Regions from separate parts of the Zea mays genome. Here region 2 is linked to region 1. The links are chromatin contacts, called in public Hi-C maps. All regions are on one chromosome and are shown on one strand. The core of a region is the stretch at or near the end of the contact, and the rest is flanking DNA. Distances in the headings are between cores, read along the strand shown. Region 1 has its middle 6.9 kb from the start of LOC103638844. Region 2 holds the start of LOC100285287 (senescence-associated protein DH).

Region 1 (4,819 bases), core at 971-3,470:
TGGAAGCAAACAACCATGAGGATTCTAGAGGTGCGTACTGATCAGAGAGCATTCGTAACTGGTGCCATATTCTAATTCAACTTAGTTTTCACTGCCTATGTTTGGAAGGGATTCAAATGAGTTAGAATGGGAAACCCTAACCCTAACAGGGGTTGGGTGATGTATTAGTGCGACTGTAGGTCCAATCTGCATATGTGAAGAACGAATTTTAGCGGAACAATTTGAAGAAATTATCATTCAAGGTTGAGTTATTAATCTTCTGCCCCATCTACTATTTGTTGCTCAGTAAAATCGTGTCAATTATCTCCAAAAGACAGATCACATCCAGTAATTTTTTAGAAAAAACAACATTGTTTAGTGTCGCAATTTGTTATGCTCTGTTGCCTTCCACTGTCTACAGATTGTTGATGAGGCCAATACAAAGCTCATGAGGGATTATGTCGTGGAGGTTAGCCACATTGAAGACAAAAACTAAAACGTCTGAGTGATGATATAGGAAGTCTGACTAAGCTAAGGATCTTGTGAGTATCGCCATAATGTAACTTTTTCTTTTGAAAGATGCTTCTATGTTTCACAGTTTACACTACGACTCAATCACTCACTTTCTGAGCATTGCTTTGCAGAGATCTGGCTCAAACAGATATCTTGGTGGTCCATTGCCAGCTGCCATTGGGAAGTTGCTTAAGCTTGAATATTTGTAATTATGATTTCCGAGCATTCATTTTCTGTTTATATTTTTGGATTAGAGATTACAGTATCAGATAATTTTGATATGAGAATATAGCTTTGATATGACAATGATATTATGACTTTCATTTCTTTTTAGGTAATTGATGTACTTTTGCCTAGGAAATTTGATAATCATATCTGTGCATTTTAGCATGTTCTAAGTTCATTCAAGGTGCTACTTATGGAGTTCTATGATAGTGTACTAGACTTAGGTGGTTGTATAAAAGCACATATGTTATTTGAATTCAGAATCGTACCAGTTTAAACATTTTCTCAGCTATAGGCCATTAAGCATTCAAGTCTATAGTATCCAAAATGCAACCGGACCATACATTTCTGATGTGAACCAGTGCTGGTTGTGGTTGCAGAAGCTTGTGCCACAAACCAAACATGTTCATATCGTGGCCGTTTCGGCCATATGTTGGGCCATCTAGAAATCAAGGAATAGAATATGCTTTGAGAATATTCTAATTAAATCACCTAATGAAATTATCTGCCATGCGAGCGCTCTGATGATTTCATGGACAGGTTTGAGCAAAAGGGAGTTGCAGCCTGCAGGGCTTGATTCAAGAAGGTGCAAAGCTGCTGGTCTGGGCACCGAGCGTAACGTTGGATGCTCGTGTTGTCGATCAAGTGGAAGAGGATAATGATGATACAGAGAATTAAAAGTTTGGTATAGTGATCAACTTTCCGGTGGAAGCCCACGAAGATTGTCTACTTCTGGATCTTGGCGGTGTAGCTTTGTTCTGCTTCTCTTGTGATGTTCTTGTCCAAGTATAAGGTCTACAATGGCATAATGTTTGTACCATCTTTTTCTGTGGTAACTTATTTTTTCTCATGCAGTGCATGTGACTTGAAACTTTGTTAAGACATAGTTTGTGAAAGGGGAAAGGATCCAATATTTTCTATAGTCGATTTTGGTATTTGACGTCCATCACAAACGATTATTAACAGAAGCTATGTACTTGTCTGCATTTTGTATATCATAGTGATGTCTGTCGATCTGTATCTATTTTTTACTCCCGTCGCAACGCACGGGCATGTAACTATGATTTAGTGAAGTACCTAGATCAACTCACTTGTTATGATTGTTGAGTTGATTCTTGATAGTATCACTAAACAATGACATATTTGTGTATAAGTGCCCCCGTTGCAACGCACGGGCATATACCTATTATATATATACTTGCTGTCTTGCTCTAGTGGTTACCTCTGTCCGTACCGTACAACTTGTACCAGTGCTAGTACGCAGCTGCCTGCCGAGGTAAAACTGCCATGCTCTGCTGCGTTGCGATGGCAATCAAGCTGTTTTAAATTTCGCGGCCAGTGCCCCGGCCAATCGACCTGCGTGCGTAGCCTGGCGTTGGCCACTCAGCGCGCGCTAGCTCCCGCAGCGGCCTCATTATTATGCCAGTCTCAGTCTCCCCGGCGGTGCCCAGTGCCCACTGTGCCGACCACCGGGCTGACGACCGCTGCTGCAACCGCGTCCCCGTCCGCCGTCCCGGCCTCCCGAGTCCCCGGGCTACCTGCCAATGAACAATAGCCCAGCCGGTAGCGCGCGGGAAGGCGGCGAGAAGCATCCCCACGCGTCCGCATGTGCGGTTGGGAGTTGGGTTTTGGATATTTTCTCGGCGCTCTCGCAGCCCTTCCTCCTCCCCTGCTGTCTCGTTCATCATAGACTCCTGTCTGAGCGAGTCCATTGCATTTGCTGCTGCGGCAGGTCCTGCCGCCATGCCTGACTCCCTCGTGCTCCAGTCCAAACACAGGCATCTGTCTTCTGCTAGCCATTGATTTCGTGTAGAACTGTACTACTGTAGCCTGTGTGGCTGCGGGCACCTGTACTTGTACTTGCACCGCGCACCGCTGTCACCGGGTTACAGTAGGGAAAGCTGATTAGGGCATATACAATGTTGTTTAATGTAGATGTTTTAGAGGTGTTTAAAAATTGAGTTTTTTAAAAAAAAATCGTGAAGTCATCTATGCTTGAATAGATATATCTGGCTCGTAACCTAAATAGCGACAGACGTCTCACTTTGCACTGTAAGAACTCGTCTTCCGTTTTATCGATCTGATGTTGTATAGATGTATCTACTTCTGTATTTATTAATAGTTATCTCTTGTGCTTTGAGAACCGTTTTGATATCTCTCCACTGTACCTGACTTTAGATGCACATGCGAGGCCTTTGGCCTTTGCGGTGAGTGCGATACTCCTACGGATGCAGCATCGCAAGTAGCTACTTATTAGTAGCAGCATTAGTTATACTCTAAATGTGCAAGGCCTGAACTAATCAACTTCAGCAGTGTTTCTGGCTACTGAGCAATATAAATGCCACAGTCCATACATTTGCGGGATTAACAGAAAAGTGAATGCGTTCAAATGTTGCTCGGACTATGCAGAATTGCAGACGAGGGCTAGTTAACACTTGTACAGTGAGGTTATATCTGTTCCATTCTGAATTCTTTTTTTTTCCTTCGTTTTCATGGATCCGCCCCTGTGATGTGGACGGTGTTTTGAGGCCATATATCACACACGCTCGTACTGCGCAGGTCATCATGACTTAAAGACAAGCATGGCATATAAAAAAATCAGAAAATAATAATACAGAGATCGAGTATGTCACATGTGTTCAGACAACAACAGCAAGGGATTTGAAGACGTTTACTAAAAACATGTAGAAATCACTTGAGGCAGTGGACTGGGTCGACCGGAACCGTTGGCAGGAGGTTATGCGCGAACGAAGCAGGAAGCAGCGTTGGGCCGGCCGGGATGCATGGGGTCTGCGCGGGTGGTCGGGAGACCTGGTCACAGCTGATGATGAGCTCGATCGGAGGCGGCACAAACGCCGCCTGAAACTTGAATTCGCTGCGCTGGAGCTGGAGCTGGAGTGTGGGCGGCTAGCCCGATCAGCGACGGCCGCACCTGAACTGCCACTCCCCAACTAATAATAACTGATCGCCGCACCGCACCTCCCCCCCTTGACGCTGGTAATTGGGTCTGCCCGAATAATGCCGCCGGCCGGTCACACAGGTCTCCCGGCCGCGTGGGCAAAGTCGTCAACGATTCAGATTGATCGATGGTGCCTGCAAGTTTGGCATTCCTATTATTCCTAGCAATAATCATGCTTGCGAGCCGCCAATCCGCAAGTGCAGTACCTTTCGACAAGGCCAAAAGATCGATCGATATGCCAAAACCGTAGAGTAATATGGGCGCGCGTTGGATAGTTGCATGATTTCGTACACGGCGGTGTAGTATTTTATTTTATTAACGAAACACGTACTATTGATTGCATGTGTTGGTAGTAGCGTTGGACTAATTAAGAAACATAGAGAAGGCACAAATGTATCTTTGTGGTTTTTCTATCAATCTGTCGTAAAAAAAATAAAATTCTCGAACGCGCTATATTAGAAGACCCCTAGCTAGAACAGTACGTTGCAATAATAGAGAGAGAGACCGAGAGAGTACAAACACGACGGATCGAGCTTGGCAGACGACGCTATTACATTGCACGCTGGACACGGGACTACGGGAGCAATCGCGTCTCGGTCAATGTCTCCGTGCCGAGTACAAGTGACCATGCTGCCGCCGTGTCCCGCTGCCATCGGCCGGCCGGCGATCGGGGCCGGGGTGACGCGACGTCGGCCGCGCCGCTGCACACGGGAAACCGGCTGGGCGTGCCATGGACTCCTCAGTCATAGTCATAGTCGTAGTCATAGAGCCGCCACCTCTCCGCCCATCCCAACACCGCCCCCACCCACCCAACCCAAGTCTCTAATGGCTCTGGGGTCAACGTATCCATCAATGCGCCATCACGTTCAGGAGGGGACGTGCATGCATGCCAAAACTGAGAGTAAAAACTGACGAGTAGGTCGCACGAGGCACGAGCTCCCGGGGGCGCCTTCCCATGCAGCACATTATTTGCTTGCATCCCCGGATGTAGTGCTAGGAATTAGGCCGGACCCGCGCAGCACAGCCCGAGCCTATCCTGCTTTGTGTCAAATGTGTCCAGGCCAATAAACCTTAAAAATTTTATGGATCATATTGTGCCAGCCAAATGTAAAAAAGCGCGTCCCTAAATTACGATATGCCTTC
Region 2 (4,819 bases), core at 1,247-3,746, 160 kb before region 1:
CTGGTAGGTGAAGTTGCAACCCGTTGGTGGCTTGCAGCATCCAGACTGGACATGAGATAGGTTCATTAGCTGCATAGGAATCAGTTTCTTTATGGAATGAAAATGCGTAAAGTTCAAGCAAAATGTACTGGGTGGAGTAGAATATTGCTAAGGGCTGTGAAGCGGTCATATAGCAAGGTCAACAGACAACATGCCACTTTGGTTTCAGTAAATTACAGGAATGAAACCATCAATGATAAATTATTCAGGTACACATTCACAAGGGAACTGCCAGTGGAGGGGCGTTGCAGAAAAGGCAAGAAATGGAATTTCAAATGTTGGCTAACAGCTCAGAAAAAAAACCCAGTTCATCCAGAGAAACTCCTATATTCAGTGAACATTTGGCTCAAAAGTCAAGGCTGAAGTAGACACGTTTTGATTATATAAACATGATCATGGTCCCCATGTAAGAGTACCCTGCTCCACAAACCAATAATACGATACCCTTACCCATAAATTATGGTACTGAGGAGTGAGGAAGGTCTATCAAACGTCAGCATCATTTGTTGGTAATTCACAAAAGCTAACATGACAATCTAAAGCAAACACCCTTAGGCAAAATGACAAATAAGACTAATGTGATGTTTGGAAGCAATCCAGTTTTTAAGAAACCAGTTTTTTTTTTTAGCTAGGAGAGGTTAGGCTCTTGGTTTTTAAAGAAATCGTGAATCCAATTTCTATAAACTGGGGCATAAACTGGTATGTTTGGAACCAACTAGTTTCCATAAACCAGTTTCTTAAAAACTGGTGGTTCCAAACAGGCCCTAAGTTCAGCAAATCATTATATCTCAGTGATAGACCCAATGCCAAATTTCAGATGAGTAGTACAATTATAATATGGAATGGAATTTGGTACCTCCAAATCCAACTTACAACCAGAAGCACCTCTTGGTACAAGGATCATACAATTTTTTTTTCAGCACAACAACGGATGCCCAGATACAAAAAGAACAAATTACCATTCACCAAGGCAGTTATGCTTATGGAATTATAGCACATTGCTCTTGCTTCTTCAGAAAATTGTATTACATGGACGTGCCATGAAATTCAGTCACGCTGTCACGGTGGTTTACCAGAAACATCAGTTTATTAATAACTATATAAAGACTTCAATTGATCTTTACCGATGAACTGGTATAACCATCTAATGCAGTTAGAAATTGATTTCTGGATCTATAGACAAGTTACTACAGCCACACCCAAAGATAATTGAAGAGGAACTAGGGTATTAACCAACAATGCAGTATAAGAATAGTGGTGGTACAGTTCGCCGGAACTGAAATACCCGCGGCATAGATTCATATAAAACATGGGCTGCCGTAAAAAATTATATTGTTTACCAACAAATTGGCATAACCGCCCAAAGCACTCTGAAACTGCTTGATGTATCTAGAGCCAAGCAACTGCAGCCACGCTCAAAGACAACGCAAGTGGAACTAACAAATGAATTAATAATGCAGCATATGAATCGTTGGGGTACATGCTCAAACTTGTGAAAAGTGGAATCTAAACTATTCTTGTAGGGTCCTACGCAAAATTCATCAAACAGTACTAACTCCATGCGCACAAACAGATAAGCCTGTCGCTCATCATTATAATTTATAATCTCGTAAAATCTAACAGAACAAAAACTTGAAATCAACATTCAACACTTCCGCAAATGACGCAAATCTACAGGATTATAATGATTGTAGAGATCTATGATAAATCGAATAAATCTACCAAAAAAGCCTTCATTGGAGACAAATTGTGTGATGTAAACTTCATCCACCCGAAAGGAAAATGCGGAACAGAATCAGCAATTCTGTTGACATTCAATAATCCAGGAATACTTAGAACGTGGAGAACTCGGCAGTCGGTGCATGTACCTGGATCGGGGAGAGGTTGCTGTTGACGAACTGGGCGGCCGTCTCCTTTCTGGACGCAAGCTTCTGGCAGACCTTGCCGTCCTGGAGGCAGCTGCGGATCTTGGCCCAGTTCTGCGAGTTCTCCACCCTCCTTTGCAGCCAGGTGGAGTAGTCCCCGAGGCGGTACTCCTTGTACCCCCTGCCGGAGACGACCCACCCGGCGCCGCGGTTGGTGACGACGAACGCGAAGACGGTGAATGCGAAGAGGAGCAGGATGAGGAGGAAGAGCGCGAGGAGGTAGAGCCAGAGGAGGCAGGAGGCACGGCAGAGCGCGCCGGCCAGGCCCGCGAGGGAGAGCGCGAGGAGGAGCACGCCCAGCGCGATGACGGGCCGCTCGAGGAACCGCTCGCAGTCGGTGGTGGACGCGCGGTGGCTGAGCCAGGCGCCGCCCCCCAGCGCGACGATGGCGAGGACCAGCACGCCCGCGTTGAGGAGACCCAGGAGGCCGTTGCTGCACCGCGCCATGGCGGCCGCCGCTCGCGTTCGGCTCTTGGGAGTTGGGACGGGATGGGGCTTCGGAGTTGGTCCACGGCGAGGAGTGCGTGCGCTTGTGCGGCGATGACGGTTGGTTGCTGGTTTTTATGGTGGTTTCGGTTTCTCTTGGGACGTTTCGAATTTTGAACTTGGAAAGGAGACTCCCTTTTTGGCCTTCTTTCTTTGTCCGGTTCAGTTGTTGTTTGGAGGAGATTTCGCAGCTGGTGGGTGGGCTATTGGATGCAAAGCTTGTGTATGGTTGGGGGCTCTCTTGAACGCAAGATTTCTTCCACTACACCAACAATTTTATAGTTTTCAGAAAATTGGAAAAGACAGTGTTCTGCTGAGAATAGACAGCTGCAGCAGCAGTCTACCAAGACTGTTCGCTTACAGCTTGTTCGCTGCGGCTTGCTGCGGCTGCAATCCGGCTGCGGCTGCGGCTTCTACAGTATTTTTCTCTCTATGGATTGCAGCTGCAGCAGTCCAAACAGCTGCAACAGTGTCGGCTTGTAGCCAGCCGAACACGCCCTTAGCTTTAATCTGTATCGGATTATATTGATTCTACAGTATTTTATCTCAGAGATTAGAGTTTTCAGCTAGGGAGTACGGTCATTGAGCCCCAGCTGTACATTACCTGCGTTGCAATTGTAAGTTATCGAAGTGCAAATTGCTAGGAGCCAATGGCAATGATAGTCTTCTTTGCAATGAATGTGAGATTAGAGAGAAATGAGTTCCATATTGGCGAATTCTTGATCTAAACTCGAATGCGAAAATAGGGAGGCGCAGGTCTGAAGGGTTTTGGCCTTTCTCCAGCCGACGAAACGTTTTTGGCACTTTTTTGCTGCTTCACGCTTCATCAATCCACCAGGCACTCTGGTGTTCACAAGAAACTCTGTTCGCTGATTCCTCAAAAAGAAACTCTGTTTGCTTGTGCGGCATGTGCAATCTTTCACTGTTTTGTTACTTGTTCCTGCTATGCCGTCAGTATGAATTATTGTCTACTTTTAAAATTACTAGTCACTGGCGCACGTCCTGCGCGCGTCAAAAATATTTTGTAATTTTATTGTCGAAGATGCTATATTGTTTGTAGGCAAAGTATTCGCATCTGTTGTAACTGTTACATTTGCACAAATCACAGAACAATTGAGTAGATTCTATAATAGATAGGCTTAGGCTGTCTCAAGCAGCGTCCCCCTAAAAGAATATTTTCTGTTCTTTACAGAACACTCTAAAAGATTATGTCCTCTATATATTCTCAGTCTTCAGCAGCGTCCCCTAAATTCGGTCCCCTAAAGCTACAGTGTTAACAGATTCCCTTTTTCCATTTCTTTTTCTGTTTTCTTCCCAATTCACGCTATACAAATGATGCGCAAAAAAGTGTATTTATTAATTTTTAAATTAATAAATTCGAATTGTCAATATTAAATACTATTGACTGTTTTGTTGTGTGTAATTGTTGTCGATAAAACGTCGTATAGTATTTTATCGGTACGAAAATATGTTTTTAAATTGACAAGCTTCCACCGTAAGCCACAACTCTTCTTCGAGAAGCCATCGACTTGCTTTGCTTCCCCTGCACGGCAACCGAATGGCTTGTCTCCGAAGCGTACTTCTTAGAGATGGCAATGGGTACCCGAAACCCGAAACCCGATGGGGTTTTACCCCATTAGGGTACGGGTTTGGGTCAATTTTCATACCCATGGGTTTGTTAATGGGCATAAATGTATACCCGACGGGTTCATGGGTACGGGTTTGTTCCTATAGTACCCAAACCCGTGAACCCGTGGGTTTTTTAAACCCGACCAAACCTAGTGTATATTGTCATTTTATTTTATAAACGAACAACAAACTTGTTAACTACCTATTTACTTCCTATTTTTTTATCAAATAGTGAATGTATAAGTAGTTGGTGAGAGTGTTGCTTGCTTGCTATTATAGTTATTATTAGCGTTATATATGTGGTGGATGTATAACTTAGTGTAAGGTAACTTGATTATACAACTTATTATTTGTATTTAATTCTCTCTACTAATATTTTTATACCAAATCATGAACTCGTTGTTCATTACATAAATTTTGGACCATGATCTCATTAATCATTACGATACTTATTGATTATAAAAAGAATAAGTATATTGGAGATAAAACCCGCGGGTAACCCGTGGGTACCCGCTAACCCGATGGGTACGGGTTTGGGCAAAATTTCAAACCCGTCACGGGTACGGGTTTTTTAATGGGTGTAAATATTTTTCATGGGTACGGGTTTGGGATAGCAAAACCCGGCGGGTTTGTACCCGTTGCCATCTCTAGTACTTCTTTTATAAATAGCGAGTGAGGCTTGCATACTTCACTCAACCTTGCCTTTACAAACTCCACAACAATGAACCCCTACCTAGAAT

Evidence for each region. A called contact is a pair of places that touch in the nucleus more often than the background predicts.
Region 2: a contact with region 1 is called in a Hi-C map of ear, with 2.5 times the contacts expected there. The contact joins the promoter of LOC100285287 here to the enhancer-like site in region 1. A contact is called at or near these places in 4 of 25 Hi-C or Micro-C datasets (ear, leaf, leaf mesophyll and 1 more).

What each region holds. Positions count from the first base shown.
Region 1 is chr9:110,319,427-110,324,245 of Zm-B73-REFERENCE-NAM-5.0, reverse strand. It overlaps the pseudogene LOC111590168. Among protein-coding and RNA genes, the nearest start is that of LOC103638844, 6.9 kb to the right of the region's middle. Within about 2 kb of position 2,220, at least 10 of the 20 cell types and tissues checked have an H3K27ac peak or open chromatin away from gene starts, as enhancers often do. A contact at or near this core is called in ear, leaf mesophyll and tassel, where this site is marked.
Region 2 is chr9:110,479,667-110,484,485 of Zm-B73-REFERENCE-NAM-5.0, reverse strand. LOC100285287 (senescence-associated protein DH) reads right to left here and starts at 2,496. Exons shown (of 2, transcript NM_001399012.1): 1 at 1,908-2,496; 2 at 1-45. The coding sequence starts at 2,411.